Regions from separate parts of the Mus musculus genome. Here regions 1, 2, 4 and 5 are each linked to region 3. A link is a contact called in public HiChIP or PLAC-seq and promoter capture Hi-C data. All regions are on one chromosome and are shown on one strand. The core of a region is the stretch at or near the end of the contact, and the rest is flanking DNA. Distances in the headings are between cores, read along the strand shown. Region 1 overlaps Sema5a (sema domain, seven thrombospondin repeats (type 1 and type 1-like), transmembrane domain (TM) and short cytoplasmic domain, (semaphorin) 5A). Region 2 overlaps Sema5a (sema domain, seven thrombospondin repeats (type 1 and type 1-like), transmembrane domain (TM) and short cytoplasmic domain, (semaphorin) 5A). Region 3 holds the start of Atpsckmt (ATP synthase C subunit lysine N-methyltransferase). Region 4 overlaps Sema5a (sema domain, seven thrombospondin repeats (type 1 and type 1-like), transmembrane domain (TM) and short cytoplasmic domain, (semaphorin) 5A). Region 5 overlaps Sema5a (sema domain, seven thrombospondin repeats (type 1 and type 1-like), transmembrane domain (TM) and short cytoplasmic domain, (semaphorin) 5A).

The links. Promoter capture Hi-C pulls out the DNA fragments that hold promoters and counts their contacts. HiChIP or PLAC-seq counts read pairs in DNA pulled down with a chosen protein or histone mark.
Region 1: an H3K27ac HiChIP or PLAC-seq map of embryonic brain shows a contact between it and region 3, with 10 times the contacts expected there. The contact joins the enhancer-like site here to the promoter of Atpsckmt in region 3. A contact is called at or near these places in 11 of 39 promoter capture datasets (the 3T3-L1 cell line, the C10 cell line, the HPC-7 cell line and 7 more), 2 of 15 datasets of contacts at CTCF or cohesin (large pre-B cells and pro-B cells), 27 of 484 Hi-C or Micro-C datasets (the 3T3-L1 cell line, the HL-1 cell line, the N1E-115 cell line and 17 more), 17 of 115 datasets of contacts at active chromatin or transcription factors (T-cell acute lymphoblastic leukemia, astrocytes, cardiomyocytes and 11 more) and 1 of 9 other capture datasets (embryonic stem cells).
Region 2: an H3K4me3 HiChIP or PLAC-seq map of bone marrow-derived macrophages shows a contact between it and region 3, with 5 times the contacts expected there. The contact joins the enhancer-like site here to the promoter of Atpsckmt in region 3. A contact is called at or near these places in 9 of 39 promoter capture datasets (the 3T3-L1 cell line, the C10 cell line, cranial neural crest and 5 more), 1 of 484 Hi-C or Micro-C datasets (the N1E-115 cell line), 11 of 115 datasets of contacts at active chromatin or transcription factors (the NIH/3T3 cell line, the SCID.adh cell line, astrocytes and 8 more) and 1 of 9 other capture datasets (embryonic stem cells).
Region 4: a contact with region 3 is called in a promoter capture Hi-C map of cranial neural crest. The contact joins the enhancer-like site here to the promoter of Atpsckmt in region 3. A contact is called at or near these places in 4 of 39 promoter capture datasets (cranial neural crest, hippocampal neurons, second pharyngeal arch cranial neural crest and 1 more) and 4 of 115 datasets of contacts at active chromatin or transcription factors (astrocytes, embryonic forebrain, embryonic midbrain and 1 more).
Region 5: a contact with region 3 is called in an H3K27ac HiChIP or PLAC-seq map of large pre-B cells, with 4 times the contacts expected there. The contact joins the enhancer-like site here to the promoter of Atpsckmt in region 3. A contact is called at or near these places in 3 of 39 promoter capture datasets (the 3T3-L1 cell line, cranial neural crest and maxillary cranial neural crest) and 4 of 115 datasets of contacts at active chromatin or transcription factors (the NIH/3T3 cell line, astrocytes, large pre-B cells and 1 more).

Annotation. Positions count from the first base shown.
Region 1 is chr15:32,567,437-32,570,567 of GRCm38.p6, reverse strand. It overlaps Sema5a (sema domain, seven thrombospondin repeats (type 1 and type 1-like), transmembrane domain (TM) and short cytoplasmic domain, (semaphorin) 5A), which reads right to left. Exons shown (of 23, transcript NM_009154.2): 10 at 1,721-1,856. Among named protein-coding and RNA genes, the nearest start is that of Gm41289, 200 kb to the left of the region's middle. Within about 2 kb of position 1,562, at least 13 of the 459 cell types and tissues checked have an H3K27ac peak or open chromatin away from gene starts, as enhancers often do. A contact at or near this core is called in embryonic brain, where this site is marked.
Region 2 is chr15:32,327,986-32,331,522 of GRCm38.p6, reverse strand. The region is part of intron 1 of Sema5a (sema domain, seven thrombospondin repeats (type 1 and type 1-like), transmembrane domain (TM) and short cytoplasmic domain, (semaphorin) 5A); the gene reads right to left. Among named protein-coding and RNA genes, the nearest start is that of Sema5a, 85 kb to the right of the region's middle. Within about 2 kb of position 2,047, at least 72 of the 459 cell types and tissues checked have an H3K27ac peak or open chromatin away from gene starts, as enhancers often do. A contact at or near this core is called in the NIH/3T3 cell line, bone marrow-derived macrophages and craniofacial prominence, where this site is marked.
Region 3 is chr15:31,600,204-31,603,627 of GRCm38.p6, reverse strand. Atpsckmt (ATP synthase C subunit lysine N-methyltransferase) reads right to left here and starts at 1,512. Exons shown (of 5, transcript NM_026546.3): 1 at 1,479-1,512. The coding sequence starts at 1,491. It overlaps Cct5 (chaperonin containing Tcp1, subunit 5 (epsilon)), which reads left to right and starts at 1,782. Exons shown (of 11, transcript NM_007637.3): 1 at 1,782-2,027. The coding sequence starts at 1,923.
Region 4 is chr15:32,369,480-32,372,633 of GRCm38.p6, reverse strand. The region is part of intron 2 of Sema5a (sema domain, seven thrombospondin repeats (type 1 and type 1-like), transmembrane domain (TM) and short cytoplasmic domain, (semaphorin) 5A); the gene reads right to left. Among named protein-coding and RNA genes, the nearest start is that of Sema5a, 130 kb to the right of the region's middle. Within about 2 kb of position 1,638, at least 13 of the 459 cell types and tissues checked have an H3K27ac peak or open chromatin away from gene starts, as enhancers often do.
Region 5 is chr15:32,304,697-32,308,083 of GRCm38.p6, reverse strand. All of the region lies in intron 1 of Sema5a (sema domain, seven thrombospondin repeats (type 1 and type 1-like), transmembrane domain (TM) and short cytoplasmic domain, (semaphorin) 5A), which reads right to left. Among named protein-coding and RNA genes, the nearest start is that of Sema5a, 62 kb to the right of the region's middle. Within about 2 kb of position 1,318, at least 29 of the 459 cell types and tissues checked have an H3K27ac peak or open chromatin away from gene starts, as enhancers often do. A contact at or near this core is called in the NIH/3T3 cell line, where this site is marked.

The DNA of each region.
Region 1 (3,131 bases), core at 313-2,812, 970 kb before region 3:
ATTGTAATTGATTGATGATTACCAAAATCTACCTGTAAAAATTTAAACTTTTTCTAAAGCTCAGTTTTCTTGGAAGTCATGAGTTTTATGATTTGGGATGTTAAACCACCCAAAATTGGAAGGAAGGACTGACTGTCTTATATCACTAGTCAATGATTGCTACTAACAGGAACTTAGTTGATTGAGATTGGGATTTTTCCTTTGCTGGCAGTGGTAAGATCCAAGCTTAACCACTAAGCAGCTGTGGCCCTGGCTATTTGACCTGCCTGGAGACGCTATGCCCCTCTCTATACATAGAACAGTGTCATTCATGTGACACTGATGCCACATGTATAGTCACAAAAATGACACATCAGACCAAGTATCTGGAACTTGATGATGTTAAATATTTTGCCTGTGTTGTTAGTAACAGACCCACAGAGAAGGCTGCTCTTGTGTGTGCTGCATTAAAATTCTTATGTCGAATCTATCTCTCGGCATGGCAGTAGTTGAAGACAGGACCTCTAGGAAGCATTCCATGCCATAGGAGTCTGACCCAGTAGGATGGAGGAAGAAACACCAGGGATGAGTCTTTCTTCTAAGGGATGATGTAAGGAAAATCTTGTCATCTTCAACACCTTTGGTGGTTTGAATATGCTTGGCCCAGGGAATGGCACTATTAGGAGGTATGGCTTTTTTGAAGCAGGTATGGCCTTGTTAGAGGAAGTGTGTCCTTGTAGGGGTAGATTTTGAGGCCCTTCTCCTAGCTGCCTTGAAACCAGTCTTCTGTTAGCCTTCAGAACAAGATGTAGAACTCTCAGCTTCTCCAGCCTTGTCTTCCTGGATGCTGCCATGGTTTCCACCATGATAATAAGGTACTGAACCTCTGAAACTATAAGCCAGTCCCCATTAAACGCTGTCCTTTATAACAATTACCTTGGTAATGGTATATCTTCACAGCAATAAAAACCCTAAGCAAGACAACACCTCACCAGAAAATGATCCTGCTGTTACATTGATCTTGAAGATATAGTCTCCAAACTGTGATGAAACAGGGGACTCTTTTTTTTTTTAATACTATCTAAACTGCAGTATTTTGTTACAGTAGCTTAAGCAGATGAATAGAGCTGTGGTCTGAACTAACAAAATAAACAGCACCATTGCCAGGTCTCTGCTTCTTCTGAGCACTGGAGGTGGGATGCTTCACAAAGACATCACAGCTTGAACATTCTAATTGGGTGACGGAAAGATGAATCCACACCAGTCAGATCTCTTTTCCCAGCAGCCACTGCCACAGTCCCCCTTCCCAACAGGAAGCCTCACCATACTTGCCAATTAGAGCTCGAATTCTGTTTGTCAAGACCCATTGCTCTGTGCCCTGGGCCCTATTCATTGGAACATCATTCATTAAGGATCAGAGATTTGGGGCACACAGTCCATCATCATTAGCACTAATTGAAGCCTGGATTCCTAGCCTACTGCAGAAGACTGCCCTTTTTCGGTTAAGGATCAGTCACCACAACTCACAAAAGCCCCCCTTTTTCTTTTCTAGGCGCCATAGTCCACAAAAGGCTGTGTTCTATTGATACTCGCTAAGCACAGGATGGTGCTGTGCTGTGGGGGGCAGGAGACCGCAGCTGCACTGTGCATGAAGCCAAGGTTTAATTGCTCAAGCTCACTATGTTGAGTTTCTTCATTCTTAAAAGAGGATTCTTGTAATGCCCTCTTCCCCTGAGATTACCTGAAAATTGGGGTTGGGGTTGGGATAAGGCAGCCAGGCTGAGCGAGAGTTTTCTTGGTACTTGAAGGGTCCATTGAAGGCCTGTGAGATGGCGCTCAGGTTGAAGACACAGACAGCAGAGGCAGCGATGCTGTTTCTGGAGAATGAGAAAGGAGAAGGAACAGGCTGGTCAGAGCCCACAGTGACTGTTGACCTCCACTGATCCCAGGGTAGCATCTACCTTTAGCTATTTCAAGCTCACTTGAGGCTCTTATATATAGCAAGAGGTGAAGGCAGGGCAACACCCAGGGCTTCCTTGGGATTTCCTCATGTGAAAACAAACATCCAGATAATGAAGTAGGGATCCATAGCAGATATGACCCTACCAGCTGGGACTAAATTCACACAGCTACAAGAGGAGCAACAAGGGATTTTGAAAAGCTTCCTGAATTTTTAATTCCAGAGATGACAGGCTTTGTCTTCCAGTAGGTGGAGCTACCCATCCATTTTGCCACCTCTCTTCCACCTGTATCTCTGGCTACTTTAGGTGGCCATTGGCCAACCTCTGATTTCTATTAATTCTCCAGGTGTTTGTGTTTGTCATTCTCTAAAAAAATAATAAACTGAATGTATCTTGCAGGGAGTGCCTGTCAGATTTGTCTCATTTATTATTTAAAGGGAATTATAAATCTAAAGGCAAGAAAAAAATTAAGAAAGTACTGACATGAAGTTGGGAAGCCTTCATTCAGAATTCAGGCTCCACTAGAAAGCTGCAGACAGAAGGCTCAGCAAGGTCAGTGCCCTTTGACTAAGCATGGGGATGGCAAATGCTTCTTTCTCAAATTTGCATTTCAAGCGGGCTATCGCTCTCAGAGGAAAATGAAGACCAAATGAGGGGCACGAATGTATTTTCCATATTAATGCACTGAGCCAATATTTGGTCAGAAATAAGTCAGTTTTTTTTTTTCTACATCTTAGAGAAAAATCACAAAACTTTTAGAACTTCACATCTAACTATCTGAAAAAGCAATGAGGAGGGGGAAGGGCAGAGCCCAAAAGACTTCTCTAATTTCAGTACAATCTCAGAATCTTCTTAAGGTAAAAGACATGACCCTGTAAGGGAAATGAAGCCTACTCATTGAGATCCTGACACAGGCCCATAGATGGGGAGCGGCACCCTGACTACTTTGTAACAAAGATCTGGATTTGAATTCTTTGTGATATTTCTGTGAGAAGTGTATAGTGTCAAAGAACATCTCATAGAAGATGGTGTTTGTTCTGGGAGTCTGGCCCTGAGAAAGGAGATTAAAAGGAACTGGATGCTTTATGTGCATGTATTCAGACTGCTGCTCTTATCTTCCTTTCCACTATCTTTGGAAAAGTAGAACATGAACATCTCCTAAATTCAAGGAGGAAACCGACTTGGGGCATA
Region 2 (3,537 bases), core at 798-3,297, 730 kb before region 3:
TATTTATGTATTCTTCTGGCTTCCACATCTATGAACATGGGGATATATGAACATGGGGATATATATATATATACTAATTAAAACCTACAAATGTGACTATTCTGTGGTCAACTGATGCAAATTTTGTGCCCAATCCAACCCCATAGTCTTCCTGAGAACAATGGTTCAGTATTTGTTAGTTCAGGATTTACAAAGACTTAGAGAAAATACCACGGATAACAGAATGGGTTATGCATGCTAAAGGGCACGGGCAACAGCTGAAAAGCAGCACCTGCTCCCCAGCTCTGCATAGAACAGAACAGCACAGGCAGATGAAGGAAGACTGAAAAAAAAAATAGTGAAGTACAGATGACACAGAGGACCAGCCAGCTCAGATGCACAGTGGGAGACAAGGAGGTCATAGAACAGAAACTCAGGAGACACAGCTGCCCACACATTCTCAAAGCAAGCTGTGGCTGTGTGTCTAAGAGGAGCCCATAACTCACCTTGCTACCAGCAAGGTAGGAGAGGCCCAGGAGCCTGTCTATCTGGCGCTAACCACCATAGGAAATGACCTTTGTGAAGCCAACCTGCAGTGAAAATGAGGTCCCAAAGAAACAGAAATCTGGGTGGTTAATAGGCATCAGGGAGGATGGGCTGGTGGCTAAGGTCACTGGTGGAATAAGAGTCCAGGTTTTGGCTCAGAGGGCTTCTTATGGCTTTAATGACGCCAGTGCCATGCGAACCACCTCATCTAGTTCTCATTAGAGAAGGGCAATCTTTGTTCCCTGGATTTAAGCAATGATTACAATCTAAAAGAATTGATTGTGTCTCATTATGCTGGAGATAATATATTCCTGATGATTCAGGCCATTAACTTGAACCTCCAAATACCAACACAGGTCATGCAGCGCCCCTTTAATGTATTCCCATCTGTTGTGCATCTGATAGGAAACGGTGTTCCTAACACACGGTACATGAAAGAGAAACTGAGTGAGAAAGCAGGGCAGAACAGCCGGCTCTGTTCCTTTGATTGTTTCCCACTCCAGGAACATCTTATCTTAATTTAATTGAGCCGCTCTGGTACAGCGAGATCTTTAATATTTAAAAAAGCAAAGCAAAACAAAGAGCAAATAAATCCAAAAGTGGAACAAACTAAAAAGACATGGGGCTGTGTCTCACAGCTTCCTGGTCTCATGCCCTCATCTCCGTCTCCGGCTGCATCTGCTCTGCATCATGTGAGGACGTGGAACCACCACTTCTAGGTAGAATTGGCTTCCTTTAAACCCATGGCTCCCATTATGGGGATCGAAACACACAAAACAACAACAAAAACTGAGTGTCCCTCTCTCCTTCCACTTGAAGACTGACAGTTTCTAAAAGGGGAGCCAAACTCAAGGAAGGAATTCACATGTGTCAACACAAATCAAACACGCTCGGGCGCGTGTGTATGCACTCCTCTTCCATTGAATAAATAATTCTGACTGTGATCACAAAAACATAAATGAGCGATAAATGCATTCATAAAGGAAATAAAAATTTATCAAAACCATAAATAACAATCTAACAATTCTAACATCTTCGGACAGGAATCAGTTACCAAGTTTTCATGCAGTCAGCACAAGCCCTGGCTTGCTCTGGTCCAGCCAGGCCCCAAGGGTCCAATCACTGCAAACTGAAGCCACTTCTTTCAGATTCCCTCTAATCACATCAACACAAAACTGAACTGCAGTGTGCAGTTAGAAAAGCCTCTGAAGTAGACGACAGTGTTTTCAAACTAACATCCAGCAGTACTGCATAACAATACTTTTAAAACAAGCATCCTACTAGGCTTTTCCATCCAAACTGGCTCTAAAATATTCTCTGCCTCTACTAACACTGGGATGTATGTGTCTGCCAGTTAAAAGACCATTAAAATTCTGTTCCAGAAAGCAGAGAAATAGCTGATGATCCAACTAAAACCTACAGACAGCGTTTCTTTCTAAAAACACAAGGCTGAGTTGGTAAGAGGCTCACTGTCTGAGAGCCTGGATGCAGAGTGCACAAAGGAAGAGAGCCATCAAAAGGATCTGAGGACAAGCACAGGAAGCCCTTATAAAGAATCAAGTTTCTGCCTCCTGTCTCTGCTGATGACAGCAGGAGCAGCTCTTTGTTCATAAGGCCTGCTGCAGTTTCAGTGCTTAGACAGGGCATCATTCCAATGAAGACGAGTCTTTCTGGGTACCCTGAAGAACTTCCACTCACTATCTCCATCTTCCACAGGAACTACATCTCTATATGTAGCTTGAACAAAAGACTATTGCATCCCTGACACAGAGAGGCGAGGTGGGAAGAGAACTGTGTATCTCTAGGATGCTCTGCCTCCTCAGGAAGCTAAGGCATTCTGATAGCAGCTGATGATAATCTCAACAGACAAGCATCTGGCTCCAGGTTACAGGTAGGAACTGGGGTTTGATGAGGGGGCAGGGTGATTAAAAACAAGGTATAACAAATGCATAACAACACAGGAAACTCAAAGGAAACAAGCAGACACGCAGGACAGAAGAGTGGACATTTCTGGTGAGTGCACCAAGCGCCATGAAGGGCACCTGTGACTTTGGAGCTAACCAGTAGCAGATGTGGCCACAGTTTTGGACTTCCGTCCCTTTAGCCCAGTCTTCATGCAGCCCAACTGGACCCCAAACCACAAAGTGGCTGGAGGAGGGAGAAAAAGGAGGAAGGCTGAGTCAGTCAGTCAGTCAGCTGCAATAACAAAGGGAGAAGGCTCAAACCACAAAAGCTTTTAAAAATAAACACTGTAATTCAAGGCAAGGGGCAGGGGAGGCCACATGCAGGTCTGGGGAGACTTTGAGAAGCACCGGATCCCATCAGACATCATTTCGCAAAGCCACTGGAAATTGCCATTCAAAGAGGTATTTAAAAGACAGTGGAGGGGCCTCCCTTCCCTAAGGAGGACTGCATTACAGTGCTTCTCAAAAAACCCTGCCTGCTCACACTGGCCCACAAACTCCCTTTCATCTTCTAGTGAGTACTTCCTTCCTCAAAGCCCAGGACACTGCAAGCTTCTAGAGTTGTATCTAAACATAAACCAATTTCAGAGATTTGGAAAGAAATGGTCTAAAAGCCTGTTGATTCTAAACTCTACACAAACTATGGACCCAGATTTCCCATGATACTAAGAAAAGGAACATGCCATCCCTCCACAATGTCTCTGGAGAAATCACACTCTCATTTAAACAGACTCTGGGAAAGCATTGCAAAAAAAAAAAAAAATATATATATATATATATATATATATATATATATATATATATATATATATAATAAACAAATAAATAAAAAAGCAGAACTGGTTCCATGACCTGAGTTCAAAGGTCATCTGTGGTCCATGTGCCATGTGCAGTAGAGATGTTTTGTCAATTTTCTGGGCTTCTACTTATTGGGGTTTCAAAACAAGCATGCCATGTTCCTGCTTCCATACAGTGGCTCAGGAAACCTTCAACAACGTTATGATCATAACAAATGAGATTGTTGGTGACACTAGGAGGGTAAGTTATC
Region 3 (3,424 bases), core at 263-2,762:
AATTTGGGCTACGACAGTTAAACACAAATCAGATGGCCCAAGGTCTGCCTCACCTGTAGACACATGCACAAAGCCAGAAGGTAGACAATAATGACGCCCCGGTCTCCAGGGTCTCCCAGCTGGCCTTTGAGTTGTAGAAACCAACTGAGGCAAAGACGTGTCAGCCTATGTATGAGCATCTGAAGGAATACAGGGGAAAGGAAACTAGGAATCTGAACTGAGGGCAAAAGCATCGAACCACTGGGCCCGTGCAAGCAAGAAGAGTGGGAGCGGAGCAGCCGCCTGACTGGAAGGCGGTCTGTGACCCACGTGGGAATCTGCTCGCTCCTGCACCACGTGGGACCGAGACCTAGCACAAGCGGTCAGGCTTGGCAACAAGCGCCTTTACTTGCCGTGCCATCCTTGAAGTCTTTCTTGAACCTAGCTTGATGTCCACCAACAGTGGAATGGATACAGTGTGGTGTACATACACACAGAGCTTTATTCAACTGTAAACTAATGACTCAGAACCATCATGTTTTCGCTCAGATGCAGAATCTTGTTGTATACAAGTGTGTGTGCTGTGTTGAGAGGGAAGACCAGGAGGAGAGAGGATAATGAGGACAGCTTATAGGTCAATGGCAAGGTACAATTACATATATATATATGAATGAAAATGTCACAATGAAACCTTGTTTGTGTTAACTTTAAAAACCTTGTCCTGACATAATGTCAATCTGTGTCATGTAACAGCACAGACCTGAAAGCTAGCCTACTGTCATACAGGTTATATGCACTCTAATTTTGAGTACCTAATAAAAACAGACAATACGGCAGGGACAGTTTCTGTTCTGTGGGGTACGAGTGGAGAGACTGGAAACTCGTCACAAATAAATCCGAGCTTATAAAATGAATCGTGATTTCTGGCAGACGTACCGTGCAGTTACCCTTACGGGGTATCTTTCTAACAGCAAAACGCTGAGAACAAGAGACTCTGAGCACCAGCCGGTGCTACTTTGTCTCCACCTACAGTACACGCGCGGGGAAGGCCCAGGATCTGTGTAACCTGGGAAGTTAAGGACAAATACTATGTGCTGACGACCAGGCACGTCCAGCAACCTTGTGAAGTAGGCATTATCATTATTATTATTATTATTGTTTTTGTTGCTATTATTTTGTCATTATTGTTGTTGTTATTGCTGTTATTATTGTTATTATTATTATTATTATTATTATCTTTGCAGACAAGAAAACAAAGCTACAGGCTCAATAGCTTCCAAGCAGCAGCTCGTCCACCGCAGGGTGGATTCCAGCCGACCTAGGATCGGGCTGAGCAGTGAGTCTTGTGCACGGAGGTGCGGACAGCAGCCCCCAGCAAGCACTGTGGTAGCCACGACCGGCGCGGGACGGAGAGCACCGCAGCCACGCGCGCCCGATCCCCACAAGCGCCCGCGCCACAGACAACTATATCGCCCGCCGCCAGGCCGGTCAAACCTCACCTACTCGCTCCATCGCGCGTTCCGGGGAGACCGGAAGTGGAATCTACCAACGTCTTAGAGCCCGGGCGGCAATCAAAGAAAAGAAAAATATCTTAAGGAAATAAGCTCCCCGCTGCAACTCTGGATTCAAAAACTTTGAAAACTTAAATCCTTGAATCAGTGACTACATTATGTCTAGTATTAGCATTTGTGTGCTAGACGTCGCCTTCTAAGTTTCGAACACCCCCCCCCTCGGTTCGTGGAAAACGGACGTTCCCAACAGCGGCCGATTCCAGAAGCTACTCTGCGGCGTAAAAAAAGTCACTGTTGAAAAGTAAGTCGCGGGGTCTGCACTGCGCATGCGCGGGATTCTGCGTCCTCTCGCGAGAGGGAGGTGCGGTGTGTCTCTCTTCCCGAGTGGTCCCCGCTGGTTACTGGAGGAGCGCTCGTTCTAGTTCGTCCACCATGGCGTCCGTGGGGACCCTCGCCTTCGATGAGTATGGGCGCCCCTTTCTCATTATCAAGGACCAAGATCGCAAGTCCCGTCTCATGGGGCTTGAGGCCCTCAAGGTAACGGCCCGGAACGCGAAGCCGCGGGATGAAGGGAGTGGGCCGGAGCGCTTGTGCGCCTGCGCTGGCGAGAGAGCAGCTCGGCCATGTGCTGGCCCGAAAGCTCGAGAATCTCCGGTGCCGGGGAGCCCCTTTGGGCTCTAGGGTCACATCCCCGCTCTGGCTGCGGGAGAGGGCGTAGAGGCCTTCGTCCCACGGTGGGGTAGGGAGAGCGATCCGCCGCTTCAGAGCTGGGTGGGGTCGCATCCCCAGCTCACCGGGCGGGCGAGCAGGCCTGCGCCGGTGCATCTGTAACATCTGTAAGTCGCTTGTCCCTTAGAAGCGGGGCTGTCCCGAAAGGGAGAAAACTAGTGAGAAACGTGCACAGGACAGACCGAATGGCTGCTTGTAGGAAAGGGACCGTAAAGTCCCTTGGGCCAGAAAACGCATGGTGGTGACTTTTGGAGTGGAAGGAGAGAGTTTCAGTGGAGCACAGTTGGCCGCAATTGAGGATAGTTTCCTAAAGGGAAACAAAGAAGTTACCCTGAGGGAAGGCAGAGCCGAAGTGTTGAGTCGGAAGGCATGTCTCACAGAAGGAGAGGAATAAGAAAGGCTACCCAAGAGCCGGTGCTAGGCCCCCAGAGGAGAAAGGAGTGACAGTCACTGGTGTTGCCACAAAAAGCTCAGAGGAAGGAGGGAGCCCCATTTTAGGTTGTATTGTGCCAGTCGTGCCTCCAGGTTTGAGGTGCCCTGGTTGACCTGGTGTTAGGGAAATCCCTCGGTGAGTTCTCTATCAAACCGAATTTCTGACAGGTGTTTTGGAGTGGCTGCAGAAGTGGACATAGCAACTGAGGCCTGGTAGATGCTTGGTTCTCTTTGCCTTCAGCTTGTGCGCGTTGTGTGTTGACTTGTGTACTGGCTAGTTTTGTGTCGACTTGTGTACTGGCTGGTTTTCTGTCAACTTGACACAGGATGGAATTATCACAGAGAAAGGAGCTTCAGTTGGGGAAGTACCTCCACGAAATCCAGCTGTGGGGCATTTTCTCAATTAGTGATCAAGGGGGAAAGACCCCTTGTGGGTGGTGCCATCTCTGGGCTGGTAGTCTTGATTCTATAAGAGAGCAGGCTGAGCAAGCCAGGGGAAGCAAGCCAATAAGTAACATCCCTCCATGGCCTCTGCATCAGCTCCTGCTTCCTGACTTGCTTGAGTTCCAGTCCTGACTTCCTTTGGTGATTAACAGCAATGTGGAAAGTGTATTCTGAATAAATTCTTTCCTCCCCAATTTGTGTCTTTGTCATGATGTTTTGTGCAGGTATAGAAACCCTGACTAAGACAACTTCAACCCCCTTTTTTTTTCCTGTTTCTGGGGACGTGCCAATAACAAAATTCCAACAGACAGAAAATTGACCAGTATAAC
Region 4 (3,154 bases), core at 389-2,888, 770 kb before region 3:
GAACAAAATTAATTTCCTTTATAGTAAATGAAGCATGATATGGAAAATTATTCAACTGCCTTCAAGATCTAGTGATTCAACTATATGTAAAATAATTGTTTTTATCTGTGATAATTTTTCTCTGGTTCTCTATACTGATCTCTGTGCAATTCAGTCATACTATGTGAGCATCAAATAAAATAATGTTCCTCTGATTACATGTGATGACTGAACTATATTCAGGGCTCTAACGACCAAGGATTTTGCGTAAATATTAGCAGAAGGAAACAGGTACATCTTCAAATGATTAGAGGTCATTGACTCCATCCATTCTTCTACTTTCAACCAATTACAGCACAAGAACATTCATTCTTTAGTGGGGACATCCCCACAAATGCAGCAAGAACCTCATCCAAAAATCTTAGCAAAACCTGCCACACCTACTAATCAGAAGAGAACATCAAACACAGTCAGTCACAACCAAGACAGTCAATGTGTTGGGCACTGCTTTTAGTTTTAGCAGACCAAGTGGGATGAATTCCTATTGTACTAACCTTCCTTAAGAATTGCCCAACTTCCTGTGCTTCTGTGTTATCCACAAAACATAGACATCCCTAAGCCTTACACAGTTTCCATGATGAGGGATGGAAGTAACAGACAGAAGTGTCTAGAATGGGATGCTGGCACTACAACAACCATTCTTTCACAGACACATACTCTCTGATAATATATACCATCTCTGTCTGACACTGTCTGACAGCCTGGGCCTCCCAAACCCATTATACTTAAATATTATATAATATATTCAATGTATATAACACCCATTATAATTGTTTTTAAAAAGTAAAGGCCTAGCAATCCTGACACAAGGTAGACGTTAAAGCAGAAAGGCTATTTGACTCGACTTAACCAGTTCTATATTTCAAATGGTGAGGTAACTACTACCAAGCAATTCCTGTAAGGAGTTACCACTAAAACACAGCAATCCAACGCCAGTTTTCTGTCATAGAGGATTAGAGGTCTCTGTGCAGAACAGAAGCAGCTTTACACGACTTCTGGGCTCTCAACTGGCCAGCTGTGGCTCGTTTGGTAGATAGAGCCGCCTGCTTAATAAAGCAGCTGTGCTTGCTGAGCATGGACATGTGTTAGATGGGCTGGACACTAGAGGTGTAAAGTGAATAGCCCATCAAGGTAAGAAAGCCAACTGCTCACTTGCATAGACAGAACAAAAAAACTACCTCAAAAGTCTTAGGGAAGCTTAATCTAACTCAAAGCACATTCTAGACTATAAAAAAAAATGCTTTTCATTTTACACTAATTGCATTAAATCAGTATTTTTAATAATTTTCTTAGCCCCTTTTATTTGTGCTTTGGCTGGCATCGTGTCAAAAGTCAAGAAAATGGAAAAGTATTTCCAGATGGTTGGGCTAAGCAAATTGGGTGGAATTTTCCTTTAAATAAAATGGAAAATACATGCAATAGAAGCCCCACTGAACACCTATCAAATCAAAATGACTACCGTCGGCATCTTATAATTCACTGGCTGGTTTATGGCCTCACTGTATTTCAAAGAGTTTCCCCTGCTCATATAAGGCTCATATAATGTTCTGTGGTGCTAGACCTGGCATTGGGTCTTAGACGTAGCTGGAAGATATAGACTGTGAAACCTATTGTCGCACAACTTTCTTCTTTGGAGCGTAATTGAGGAAGTTGAGCAAAAAATAATGTGCCACTTCAAAGGCAATATTAAGTTGCACTTGAGCTCAGTAGGAGACACTACCTCAGAAGCAGCAGAGGTTTTCCACTGACTCAGGTACACACTCACACACTTGGCAGTATATGATGTGCTGTTTGACAGGCTCCTGAGATCACAAGAGCAAATAAATGATAGTAAGTGGGGTCATCAGATTTTAAATTAACTCAAAACTTCCAGAGAAATTCTCTGGATGCCTCTTATTAAAGGGCAGACTCTGTTTGATTTGCTAGTCCACGTAATTCATACAGAGATATGTATAGATGCTGGGCATTGGTGATTTGGGGTCTAAGCAAACTTTTTTCTGATTACAGGTATCTTTAATAGAGACATCAACACAATCCACCAACATAAAGCAACCATTACTCATCCAAGCAGCGAGGTCCAGAGGCAGGGCACCTTCTGCAAATGTGAGAGGCAAAGTTACCAAGAGACACTCTCATTTCCACAGCAGAACTCCTGTTCTACAGTCAGCACTAATGTCAAATAGTAATCCATCGAGCCCAAGACCTGGCCTTCACAGATGTCCAACCATCCAAATGTACATGCCCTATATCTTCCTTTGTCTTAATTTCATACGAATGCTCAGACTAATGGTTCAAAACTGAGACTTACGTCTTCTCAATGAAGAGGTTTTGGTGCCTGGAAACAATTTTGTCTGTCACATGTATTGGTGCAATCAGAACTAGTAAGCACTGGTTGGGGTTGGTGAAAAATATAATATGGATGAAATTCCCATTAAAAAAGAAATTATCTGATCAAAAATGTCAACAGAGCGAGAGTAATAAACATTTCACCGCATACACACACACACACACACACACACATGCACACACATATGGACAAGCACTGTAGATAATCTAGCAATCTAGCAATATTTTTGCTTTGGAAGAATGAAGGAAACTGGGAAGGCCAGATGCTCTTAGCACTAAAGTTTTTCTGGCTACTAAGATAAGAAGGCTGGCACAATCGTTGAACAGCTTTATTATAGACACTGTCTCTCTTTATTCTTCTATGCATAAAATAAGAAAAGTGGTGCTTAGAGAGAATTAGAACTTAATGTGGATGATTGTAACAGGCCTCAGCTTTTACATTTTACCCAGAAGTTTCTGTAGAATACGTGAGTAAGTGGAATTCTTAGACAAATGATGTTAAAATAGCATTCTTAACATTATGTACTGTAAGTTCTAATTAAAAATGTGACCTCACTTGGTTTTATATGCAGAACATATTCACCATCTACTGATGCACATCTTCTGCACAGGTAAGTTTTCAATTTCTCATATAAATCTGTATCTTTAATTTTGTGCATTTTTAACTTCCACAGCTGCTAAGCCAATTGCTCCCTGGATCCACCCCTAATTTACCAAGTAGGTGTGAAGTATTAACTTCTGGTAGTTTGCAAACAAAATGGGTCACAGA
Region 5 (3,387 bases), core at 69-2,568, 700 kb before region 3:
AGGATCAGCCTGGTAAGGCAAAACAATTCCTAGCACTCGATGCGGACAAAAGGAAAAATAATTGTTAATAGCCATGTAGGCATTCTTTTCAAAGATTAAGGCAAAGGATATCCTTCACTGAAACATGAAAGCTTTGTTTATAGCTTTTATAATCATTTGACAAGGGCATCAACAGCAATTAGCTGCAACCACTATTTCATTGGCCACCAACAGTCAGGACAGTATAAAACAAAACAAAACAAAACAAAACAAAACAAAACAAAACAAAGCAAAGCAAATCAAATCAAAGCAAAGCAAAGCAAAGCAAAACAAAACAAAACAAAACCTTATATAAAAAGCTCTCCATTTTCACACACTAGTTCTCACTCGAGAGGCACCAGGAGGCTGTAAGCAAATAGCTAGTTTGTGAGCTGTCATACTCAACATTCAACAGCTTTAATATTAATGACACCAAATGGGAAAGCTCTTCATGTAGTTTAAGAATGTCTTTTAATAATTATACAGAAGAAATATTTTATATTCCAAGCTAGGCAGCAACTTAGTAGGCCCTATGACAGTATACAGATTACTCATGGTCAAGTGTCAGCATGTTGATCATAAGAAATCAACTCATAGTTCAATGTTATTGAGCAATTTTGAAGTTAGCATTAAGAGATTCACCTATACCAAGCAAGTCGGTCTTGGTGGAATTAAGTTTCACATGATAGTGGTCCCAGGTGGATTATATCAAGAGGGCCACTGACTGGGATTCTTGGAAGACCCTGAAACATAGGTTGCTCTCTTCTCTGCCCTCTGCCCTCTGCCCTCTGCCCTCTGCCCTCTGCCCTCTGCCCTCAGCACTAGGACCTCTGGAGTCAGGACTACTGGTTCACAGCAAACAGATATACAGGATTTGCAATGGGATTCAAATTTCAGATAAACAACAGCTTTGGGGGGTTAAATGTGAATTTACAGAGATTTACAAAGCATAAACATAAATCAGTTTTATGTTAACACAATCATTCATTGTTTACTGGGACTGGAACTCTGAGGACCCTGCATTTCATGTGGTAGAGTTTATGAGGATCCTGTCTAGTCAGAAACATGGCCTGGGGGGAGGTGATCACAACTGTCTGAACACAGGACTTTCTCTTCTCCTATACACAGGATCCTGGAAGTGTTTAGAGGATAGATGCTTTGAGAATAAAACAAAAAGGGTAAAGAGAAAGTGTCACGTGGATAGAAATTATGAGTAATTTCCAAAAGATGGCAGAGAGCGGGTCACTCAACAGAGAAAACCACATCCTCACACTGGAACTGAAAGGCTGCTAGGAAAAGCTTCAATGCCTCCAAAATGCTCTAAATTTAGACCCAGAGGAAACAATGACCAAGATAAACAGTCACTGTAATCGGGGAAGCACATCCAGAACCTCTAAGCACAGCACGGATGCCTGCTGCACACATCTGGTGTCCAGCGCAGTCTAGATAGAGCAGGAGTGTAACCTGGACTGAACTTGCAGGTAGGCCTGAGGTGACTGACGGGTGATGAAAGGGGAACTTGCTACAAAATCAGCTGCTTCATGATGAGGCAATGGACACTAACTACAGGGGAAGAAAAGCTTCCCTAGAGACAGGTTAAAAAGGCTACCACAAGTTTTAGGAAATTTGCTATCAACATGAACAAAGGCCGAAGAGCTGAAATGGAAGTGACCAACTGAAGCAGCCTATTTGGTATGTTTAGATGTTTGAGGCAGCACATTGCATATGGGAAAGACAGAAGACTACAGTAGAGGCAAAGGCATTTTGAAAAATCACAGATTAAGAATCTTGACAATTAAATAAACCTAAAACTCCATGTGTTAAATTACAGGAACACGGTGAACTGTCAAGTTGACCAGCTGCAAGATAAAAGAGAGACTAGGAGACAGGGCATGTGTGAGCTACAGAATCCGTGGGATGGACGGATTGAGAGGAAGAACAGAAGGAATAGATGGAAAGAAATAACACACAAAAGAAATAGACATAGTAGAGTATGCAGGATAGAGGTTTCAGAGTACAATGGTAAACAAGAATATGTGAAGAAACCCTGTGTAAGGTGACTGACCTCTGCAGCAGAGGTGAGTTGGAGACAGGAAGAGCCTTCAGAAGAGAGAGAAAATGAAGAGCTAATGCTATCCCCACTTAGGCTGTTTTGGGTCTGATCAGCCACTTCAAGCATGCCAGGTACACATGCATCAGTACAGCCATGTCCACAGAAAATGAGAGGAAAACATAGGAACCACACCCCCAAGACCACATCACTGTACATTGTACATGTATGCATGATGTATGTTTGAGATGTATAGGGCCATTTATAAACCGTGATTTCACATCACCATACATTACCCAGGAGAGTACCCATGGAAGGATGCAGGCTTTAACACACCCTACAAGCTGCACAAGAGCTACCTAAAGATGTGATTCCACGTCACTAAACTGCCTTAGCCAGGGAAGCACCCCAGGAAGGATTACAGACTTAATGTTGACCTGGACTATTGCACTGTCACTCTGTAGGACTTTCTTTGTGTTGAATGTTCTGCACTCCCGCCCTCAGGGGAGGCAAATCAATGACTAATCTCAACCATGCATCTGTTGCCACAGGGCATGTGGTACACACACACACACCTAGGTAAGCGCTGTTGCTAGCTCAGGTCTGACTCTCTCATAGTGCCTGTTTGTGGCACATCACATATTCACTTGCTATTATTAGGAATGATATGTGCCTGAGCACAAACACACTCGTAACATCATCGGGTTAAAAGATCGTAGAAGGGGAAAGCGAGACATTGGTGAGGATACTTGAGGGTTGAATTTTAATATGAACTGTTTTCTAGTTGCTCGATTTGTTGAATCTATACATTCTGGTCCTCAAAATCCCATCTTTGAGATGTTCAGTGTTTTGCTGACTTGATTGGTGCCATTTCTGACCACTATTTACTATGTGGTTAGTTACAGAGGGGGGTTCAGTTAACATTTTCATAACTATGGCTAAATAGCCTAAGATCACGGGTCGATTTGCATGCCATTTCTTAGAAGGCTCTGGGGGCATTCTGCGAGTAGTATACAGAGAGGTGTGTACTCCTGCAGCTTTGACCCAGGTGGGAGACACTGGATGGGAAGAGAGAATGGAGCCACCAGTGGCTTCCTCGAGTTCAAGGGAAAATTGTTCAAAATAGAACAAAACGTTAGGTTTTTTTTTTCTTTGACAAAACCTGTTTTAAGAATAATCACTAAATAGCAGGTGTTATGCTAGGCCCTGGGCACAAAACTTTCTTTCATCCAGAGAAAAATGGGGCAAAGGGTAGAAAATGTCAGGATGCCAAAAAAAAAAAAAAAAGCATTTACCATTAGAATTCTTCCTAGGACACA